2 separate regions of the Arachis hypogaea genome follow, and region 1 is linked to region 2. A link is a contact called in public Hi-C data. All regions are on one chromosome and are shown on one strand. The core of a region is the stretch at or near the end of the contact, and the rest is flanking DNA. Distances in the headings are between cores, read along the strand shown. Region 1 holds the start of LOC112702761 (protein FLX-like 1). Region 2 holds the start of LOC112702756 (pentatricopeptide repeat-containing protein At1g03100, mitochondrial).

Evidence for each region. Hi-C and Micro-C count contacts between places; a contact is called where the count stands out from the background.
Region 1: a contact with region 2 is called in a Hi-C map of leaf, with 2.6 times the contacts expected there. The contact joins the promoter of LOC112702761 here to the promoter of LOC112702756 in region 2. A contact is called at or near these places in 2 of 8 Hi-C or Micro-C datasets (leaf and an unstated tissue).

Annotation. Positions count from the first base shown.
Region 1 is chr7:21,461,075-21,465,280 of arahy.Tifrunner.gnm2.J5K5, forward strand. It overlaps LOC112702761 (protein FLX-like 1), which reads right to left and starts at 2,510. Exons shown (of 6, transcript XR_011863818.1): 1 at 1,798-2,510; 2 at 506-672; 3 at 320-402; 4 at 1-55.
Region 2 is chr7:21,268,075-21,272,881 of arahy.Tifrunner.gnm2.J5K5, forward strand. LOC112702756 (pentatricopeptide repeat-containing protein At1g03100, mitochondrial) reads right to left here and starts at 2,591. Exons shown (of 3, transcript XM_025753922.3): 1 at 2,236-2,591; 2 at 1,960-2,000; 3 at 1-1,443. The coding sequence starts at 1,437.

The DNA.
Region 1 (4,206 bases), core at 1,260-3,759, 190 kb after region 2:
GATGATGTAGTGTTCCAGATGCATATTGATGATGACCATCAACCCCCTGTTGAATCTGAAATGTCAAGCAAATTTAGTTATTTATCTTCAATATATAGTTTCACACATATACTAGCAAAAACAATAGTATCCTTGTATATTACCAAAGTCCAAATTCAAGAATAAAATAGTTGCCTTTTCTCCCTAAATGAATCAGTACATCAAGGAATGAGGATGGTCAAATGTCAGCAGTTATCTTGATGCAATTTGATGGTGTAATTACTTGAAGACTGATAATAATGAGTAAATAAAACAGTGTGTAACATGGAGCCATATATACCTGATGCATGCTATATGAATCAGGAGGAAATGACATTCCTCCATGTCCCACCTCTGGATTGTGAGTTGCAACATATCCAGGACCTACATATTAGCAACTCCACGGATTTCAAAACAACATTCAAGCTATTATTCTATTGTATTCAGTGAGCACTTCCAAGATGAATGACCAAGAAAATCGAATTACTTGGGTTTCTAGCTTCAGTAATTTCAGCCCTCGCCTTCTTTTCTGCATTAGCCAGCTCAGTACGCAACTTCTCAATTTCACGGGCCATAATAATCATGTTGTTGTCTATTGTTCGTCTTTGCTCAAGATTGGCAGCATATGTCTTCTTCTCGAGTTCAACAGCATTCCTATATGCATAAATAAATGTTAGTTAAAAAAATGCGTGATATACAAAACTATGTGACCCTTTCCCCAACATCTGAGTAGCTGCAGGATAGATCACTCTTCAAACAGGAAGACACAGGATGGTGGAATTAGAAAACTAGGTTCAGTAGTCAACACAAATTTAGAACACCTAGATGGTCAGCAGTATTTTGGTCCATGAAGACAAGTAATGGAACTGATCAGTGTTTAATAAAAGAAATCAGAGCATACAACTAATATCTTGGATAAAATCGACATATTATTCTACACACTGCACAGTAATCCAAAAGCCTTAATTTTGAAATTGCCTTCATTTCAACTCTATCAGGTTTTCAGGAAATCATATTATTAAAAGAATTCTAACATCAACTACCATATTATGCAGCTTCAATAAGGAAAGGAAATTTCAATTTGTGACTCAAACTATGAAATAACTAAGGATAAAGAACAATAAGCTCCAGTCTGTGCTGTATAACATTAAACTCCAACAGGTCATAATTGAAAGATTCAGAAGCAAACACTTGCTTAGAGATAAGGCAAACCCAAATGGCTGCTATTGCATATCAAGCTAACACAAGCATTATCAATGACACATGATAGCCAGCTCAAATTTTTTCTTACAGGATCCACAAGCTCTAACATTGCCAACAAGCTCAACTTTTTCTTGGCCTTGAAACTAATTATTTCCACATACTAAAAATGAAAATCTTAAGGAAAATCTAATTTACAATTATATATATAAAAAACACTGGTTGATACATTGTCGTATCTAGGGTTTACCGTAAACTTAAGTCTCTAGTTTCATCTTTCAAACCTTAATAAGAACAAAAACGAAATCACAATACTTGTTATCACATGGCAAAAATAGATAAGCATGCTTTTCAATTTCAATTTCACTGACACAAACACCAACCTCATTACCAAATTATAGAGAAAGAAAAATCCTAACTTACACATCCGTTTGACAATAGCATCAATATAAATAGAAAATGCCATTAACACAAATAAACAACAAGAACAGCAGCAACAAAACCCACTAATCATCTTTTTAAATAAATAAATAAGTGCAAACAAATAACAAAGAAGAGCACGGAAAAAGATTGTTATACCTTCCTCGCTGAATTTCGCGGCGAACGATCTCTATGTCAGCCTTGATTGCTGGCACGACCTGAGCCTCCGCACGCGCCCTGGCGAGGTCACTCTCGACGGAGCTGAGCTTCGCGGCGAGTTCCTCACCGGCGGAGGCGAGCTCACGAGCTTCGGCGCGGACCTGGTCGAGCTCGGCGGACATGGCGGCGACAGCGCGAGCATCGGTGTCGAGTTTAAGAGACTTCTCGTAGATCCGGCGTACCTCGGCGTCGCGTTCAGCCTTGAGTTCCGCGGAGACGGAGGAGATACGGCGGAGGTCGAGCTGTGTAGCGGCGAGGTCCTGCTTGAGGGCGACGTGGGTAGCGGCGAGGCGCTGGTTGTCAACGAGGAGAGACTGGATCTGACGGTGGCGAGCTTCGACGCGTTCCTCGAGGACGGCGATAGGGAGGGCGCGTGCGGCGGCGGAGGAGGAAGGGTGGGGGAGACGGTGGTTGACGTCGAGGCGAGGGTGGGAAGACCCTATGGGCTTGCGCCCCGCCATGTTCTTTTCAGGATAGGTTATGTATTTTCAGTGTGAGAACTCACTCTACTTCTTAGGGAGAAAATTCTAAGAAATTTTTCAAATATTTGAAGGATTTTTCATCTCCTAGTATAATTATAATAAGAATCTAATTTCCATATCCAGAGGAGTTGAATGTTTTACACTTGAATAGTGGTTATGTGTAGTTGTGTTAGGAATTATTTTTAATATCGACAATATTTATATGTTCTGAAAATTGGATCAGACCGGTCGATTCAATTGGGTTAACCGAAAATCAATCATTTAGTCGATTCGGTCTATCTACAAAACTGCACTGCAAGAAATCAGTTGAAAAATCGGTCGAATTGGTGGTTAACCAGCGAACTGAGCGAACCGAGTCGGTTCAACTAGGTTAATCGGAAACTAATCATTTAGCCGATTCGGTCTATCCACAAAACTGCACTGCAAGAAATCAGTTGAAAAATCGGCCGACCTGGTGGTTAACCAGCGAACTGAGCGAACCAATCCAATTTCTGCAGTTATCGGTTCTCTCCCAGCTAATGAAATGGCGTCGTTTGGCTTTTTTTTAAAAAAAAAAAGAAGGCCGAATCAGCTACTCTTCGAAGAACACTCCCACTCCCAAACCCTAAGCTCGTCGAGGCTCGAGGTTCTGCCGTTCTGCCAACGAAGGACAACCGCCGCCGTGAATCAAACAGACGCCGGAGCAACTGCCACTGTCGCGGGTCGTCGCTTCACCGTCGCGGGTTGTCGCCTCAGCGTCGCGGGTTGTTCTGTTCTCTACTTCGAGGCTCGAGGCCTTCTCTTCTCTCCTTCTCTTGCGGTTAGTTCTGGGCTTCTGGCTCTTCTTCTGTTCTTTCTGTTTTCATTTTTTGTTATAGACTTCTGTTCTTCTGTGTTTCTAGCTTTTTTAATTTTTTTATTTTGTTTTTATATGATTAATCAAATGTTGAATAAATTTGATGTATGTTGAATTTGAGAATAAATTTGATGTATGTTGAATGTTGCTGGACTTCATGATTTTGGTTGTTGAATTCATAGTTTTCTGAGGTTATTTTGGATTCATGATTTTGATTTATTTGTTATCTGTTCATAATTTATTTGTTTGCTACTTTGCTGGATTCATGATTTTGTTAGTCGGGTTCCGTTCGTGTGCGTCGTCCATTAGTCGTCGGTCGCTTCTCCTTCTCCTTCGTCGCAGGTATCCCTTTGCTCTGCCGTGCTCGCCGCAATTTCTCCATCCCCCTCTACTCTTCCATGCTCGCTGAAGATTCTGGTAGGTGAGTCCTCTGCTGTGTTCTTGCTGTGTTGTGTATTGAAAAGTCGTTCTTGGTGTGTTATGGTATGGAATGGTGTACTGTTACAATTCTTGCAATCCTCTTTACTGTGTTTTTGGCTGTTGCTGTGTTCTTGTTATGGTGTTAATAATTGTTCTTTTTGCTGTGTTATGGATTAATTGTTAATAATTTATATTACATAATAATCTGTATTTTTTTGTTAATAATCTTGTTGTGTTGTTCTTGGTGTTGTATTTAAACTACTGCTGGTGTTGTGGTTATTAACAATTTAGACATAAATGTCATGTTATTTACATGGTTTTGATTTTTATGCTTGTGTTTGTGCATTTTTTCTCTTGTTTCAAAGACGTATGTATGGAAGAATACTATATGTATATGCTGCATATTTATGTTTAGGTGCTGACTCTACATAGCTCTCTTCTTGAAGTTTTGCTCTTTATTATGTGAAATTTTAAATTTTATTAAGTTAGAAATTATTAAATTTATGTATTTAAAATTAACTTTAAACTTTTTAATAATTTTATTTAATATTTAATTAAACTGGTTGAATTCTGATTGAACCGCGGTCGAACCATTAAACCATTAACCCAGTG
Region 2 (4,807 bases), core at 1,341-3,840:
ATCTTCCCTTTCTGCTTTGAGGAGAAACACTGTCAAATCCTTCATCTTGCCAGTCTCTAAAAATGCTTTAACTAATTTCACATAAATCATTTCAGTTGGTTGAAGTATACCATGTACGGTTGTAATCAAGTCAAATTGCACCTGCAACTTAGCTAGTAAAGAATCAAGAACAGCTTTTGACTCCGCTTCGAGTTTTAAGAAATTCCGATCTCTAGAAAATTCCTCATAGCATAAGACAGCATTGCCTGATGGCTTGTTATTTTCAAAACTATCCAACCCCCCATTGCTTCTCAAACTCTGGAGAGAAGCCAGTACAGGAGAATATTTATTATCAGTTGTAGCAGCATTAACCATAAATTTGGCAGCTGCAAGAGAATTCCTTGCTTCCTTAGCCTTCCTAAGCATTTCCAAAACCATGTTTGATGCGGATTCTAGATCCCCAAGTTTCAAATGGCACGTGAGTAAACAATTATAAAATTGTCGAAGCTGAACATCAGTTAGATTTGGGGCTTCCGCTATGTGCCTTTGCAGCGTCTTAAGCTCTTCTCTTCGCCCATTTCTCTCATACACGTGTGCCATTATTATCAGTAAATTTGCATCAGCTTTGGCACCAATTCGCGGCATCAAATCAAGAAGCTGCTCTGCTTTCCTAGATGTCTCAGATAAGAGACACCCTGCCAAAGCAATGTTAAAAGCTGTAGCATTAGGCTTCATGGCTATCAAAGGTGCATTGCTCTTTTTACGCGGATCCACTCTATTGTTTTGGAACAAATAACCTATTTCAAGAATCAACTCAGCAGCAAGATAACTTCCATCGGCTGTTTGTGACATGTGGGCCAAAACAGCAGACCAAGCATTAACTGGGGGGAAAAATTCCATATCTATCATTTTCCTCAAAATAGTTGATGCAAGAACAGGTAGTCCAGCTTTTGCAAGGCCAAAGCTAAGGTATATAAGAACCTCCTTTTCTAACAAAGTTTGTTTGCCTTCCTCAATAGCTCGATCTACCAATTCATAAGCCCTTTCTAACCATTGCATATCAAGGCCATCCACATAACTTGTTACAAGTTGGTTGAAGACAGATTTTCTAGGAAATCCCTCCATCTGCATGTGTTGTTCAAATAATTTCCACGAATAACCTAATTGATTCCCCGCGATAGCATTTTGTATTTCCAGGCTTACTTTTGCTGGGTCTCGAGCCTGGACCAGAATTGTTTCAGGCACACTTGAGAAATAAAGTCCTTGAAAGGTAACTTTATTCTCTAATCTGAGAAGACGTGCTTGTAAACTTGAGTTGGCTAAATAAGAGCTAATAGATTTAACAATTGGTTTGTGACAGCTGTTGTTGAAAACTTGGGCAACACTATGATGGCAATTGGCAATAATGAAAGCAGAAGTGATATCTGGCTTGATTTTAAGTTTTCTTATTGTAAGCATCTTGAACTGTCAAAAATTTGCAAAGCAAGATCCCAGATTGAAGTCAATCAAAATCTGTAGATTGGCAGTTCTTGTTAACTAATTCCATAGACGATACAAATAACTCATGATATAAACAAAACGGAATAAGTATTATCGTGCATTAAAAAAGGTTTAACAAAAGTTTGTTTCCCTTTTTTTTATTAAAAAGTGCCACAGAAGGAGATTTTGTATCTAAACAAAACACTCATAATCCCTAACATATATTCATGAGACAAAGGTAGTAAAACTCGCGAGTCTAAGTAAACCTCTAGAGCTCTCATAGACTTTACTCGCAAAGTATTCTACATTAATAATTTAATTTCACCAATTACCAATCCTGAAAAACATATCAAATTATCAATTTCAAGTTTCAACATCAACATCCTAAGTTCCTAACATATGTATGCTATATCAAACTATCAATACCAAGTTCCAGCATCAGATACCTTGATTCATAATTAGTAACAAATAACAAGTAACGTCAGAAATACCTGAGTATACCTGAAAACATGTTTGAGCCCGAGTCTTCTCAATTCTACGACCTGAACCCCTAAACTTGTACAAGTTAACTCACTAGTTGGACAGACAAGAGACAACCATAAAAGAGACCGAAATTTTCAAAAGAAGGTTAAACAGCAACTCAGAAATAGCAAACTTATTATTAATTAGGATAAATAAATCACATTAATAGAAACTTGTTATTAATTAGGATAAACTCCAATTCATTAATGATGAAGCAAATTCAATGAAAAAATTGAGAGAGCAGTAAGTCTTAACCAGGGACGAGGGAGGGCAGCAACCACGGCGGACAAGGTTGGAAAAGACGGGGCGAAGAGGTGAGCAGAGATGGCCGGAAAGGAGAGCAGAGAGGCAAGTAGACCAGCGGGTGGCAGAGATGCTGGTGACAGTGATGCGGAAGGGCAGAGACACTGGCGGCAGCGACGCGGGCGGACAGAGACGCTAGCAGCAGCGCGCAGGCGACAGAGACGCCAGCGGCGATGCAGGAGTTGAATGGAGCAGGAGGAGATGCGTAGAACGGAGCAACAATGCCAGAGGCGAAGACTCTGGCGGAGTTGGAAGACAGAGAAGGAGAAGGAAGGGGAGAAGAGGAAGGTAGCAGAGGAAGGCGGCAGCAGCAGGAGACAAGGTACGTGCTGGGTTGTATTGAAGAGGACTAATTCATATGTTTTTTTTTTATTTAATTATTTTAAAATAAAATTAATTAAAAAATTATTTATCAAATACTTATATTAGAAGTTTGATTGAAAGTAAATATTTATTGAACATTTTTAGAAAATAAAACTTTGTTGGAGTTGAAATATATTATTAAAATTTTGTAATATTAGTTTAAGTGTTTAATAAAAAAATCTCAATAATGTAAATTTTAACTAAATAAATTTATCAATTAAATAATACTATAATACTCTGTTTTTTATTAAATTGATTATATATATATATATATATATATATATATATATATATATATATATATATAGTTTTAGATAAAATTTAACAAATTTTTTTATTATTATGTGAAATTAAATTTAATACAATAATTTTTATTTTAATGAAAAACAAATATAATTTTACAATAAAGACACATATTTATTGACTATTAAAAATATATTAAAATAGAGCTTAAGGTAGTGTTTAGATGCATTATTAGTTTTTTAGTTTTTTATTATTATGTTAGGTCAGTTTAAGTGGCTAATTCACACACTTGAGCACAATTTTTTATTTTTACATTATGCCATAAGATTCTTATTGTATTTTTATCGTCTCATAATAACCTATCTTTATATAATAGAATTTTTTATTTTAATAAATAAAATCAATATAATATTTACCAACATAAATAATTTTTGAAATATTTACCAATTTAAATTTTTTTGTCTTAAACGAGATAAGGCCTTTCTGCGCCTATATATACAAATCGTTTACAGCTTGGGTTCTGAGCTCCAGTTTGATTTTGTCAACTTCTTTCTCCCCTCTTTTAACTCTTTCTGACCATACCTTCAACTGAATCGGTGATGGCGCACAAGGCAGGGAATGACAGAGACATCAACATGCTGAACGAGACGACGCATTACGTTAGGGCGGCCGACTTCGAAGTTAGTTTTCGTATGTTTTTTTTTTAATTTTAGGATGTGGCCATTGTTAGGGTAGTCATGAAGAACTAGAACATAGTTATATGAGTTAGCAGTTAGGTCTCTAAGATGAATTTAGAATTTTATTTGCTTGTGCTAGGTTGGTATGACATATATTATTAGTTTGGAACTCTGATATTCTTGTGCTAGGTGTTTAGTATTTATAACGTTATAGTTAGGATTTGTTTGTTATGAAAAATGTAATTTAGAGATATGTGTAGGCTAGAAACATGGAAGTACGTTCTTCAGTAGAAGTAGCTATGTTAGATGGAAATATTTGTTGAAATTAATGTGTTGTGTACCATGTTATGCCGGTCTAATTACTTAAAAACAAGAGATAGAATACAGTAATCCAGAATTTTAGAATATTTTATTTGTAAGGTTAAATTCTTTTTCTTTTTCATTCTTCAGAGGCCTCGTCTCCTACTGCCCCGACGAGTGAGTCATACTCTTCCTCCATCGGACGCCATCATCCCGTATATGGCTGAGGCCGGATTCGGAGACACGGTACCCCTCAGTGATTTCACTTTTGAGAACTCCCTTATTTAGGCACTCGTAGAGCGATGGCGTCTAGAGACGCACACGTTTCATCTCCCGTGGGGCGAGGTTACTATCACCCTGCAGGACGTGGCGTACCACACAGGCATACGCGCACACGGTAACCCCGTCGGGGGTGTCTCCATGACTTTGGTAGGTAGTACCAGACAGAGACATGGGCGTTGGTGGAGCAGCGACTCGGCGCCAAGCCTCCTGTGGCAGCACAGCAGGCTGTGCAGAGGAAGGAGTCCTTCACGCTAAAACTTGTGTAGCTGTGGAATCGTGTCCGCCAGATGCCTCCGACAGACGATCCAGAAACCCTTCGACAATACGCCAAGTGCTATATTATACTACTGATTGGAGGGAATCTGATGACCGACAAGTCCAACAATCTGGCGCACCTTCGTTGGCTACTGTTGCTCCGGGACTTTGAGGAGTGTAGGGCATTTTTCTGGGACTCAGCTGTGCTGGCCTGGATGTATCAGTCACTTTATTCGGCATACAACAAGACATCACAAATATCATTGGCTGCACTCTGCTTTTGATATTCTGGATCTATCAGAGATTTTCTCAGTGGTGTCCACCAGATAGAGGAGTCTATTAGTATCCTCACTGTACGCACTATCCGCCACGTAATCTTCGTCCGACTCTTCCTCACCATTCTT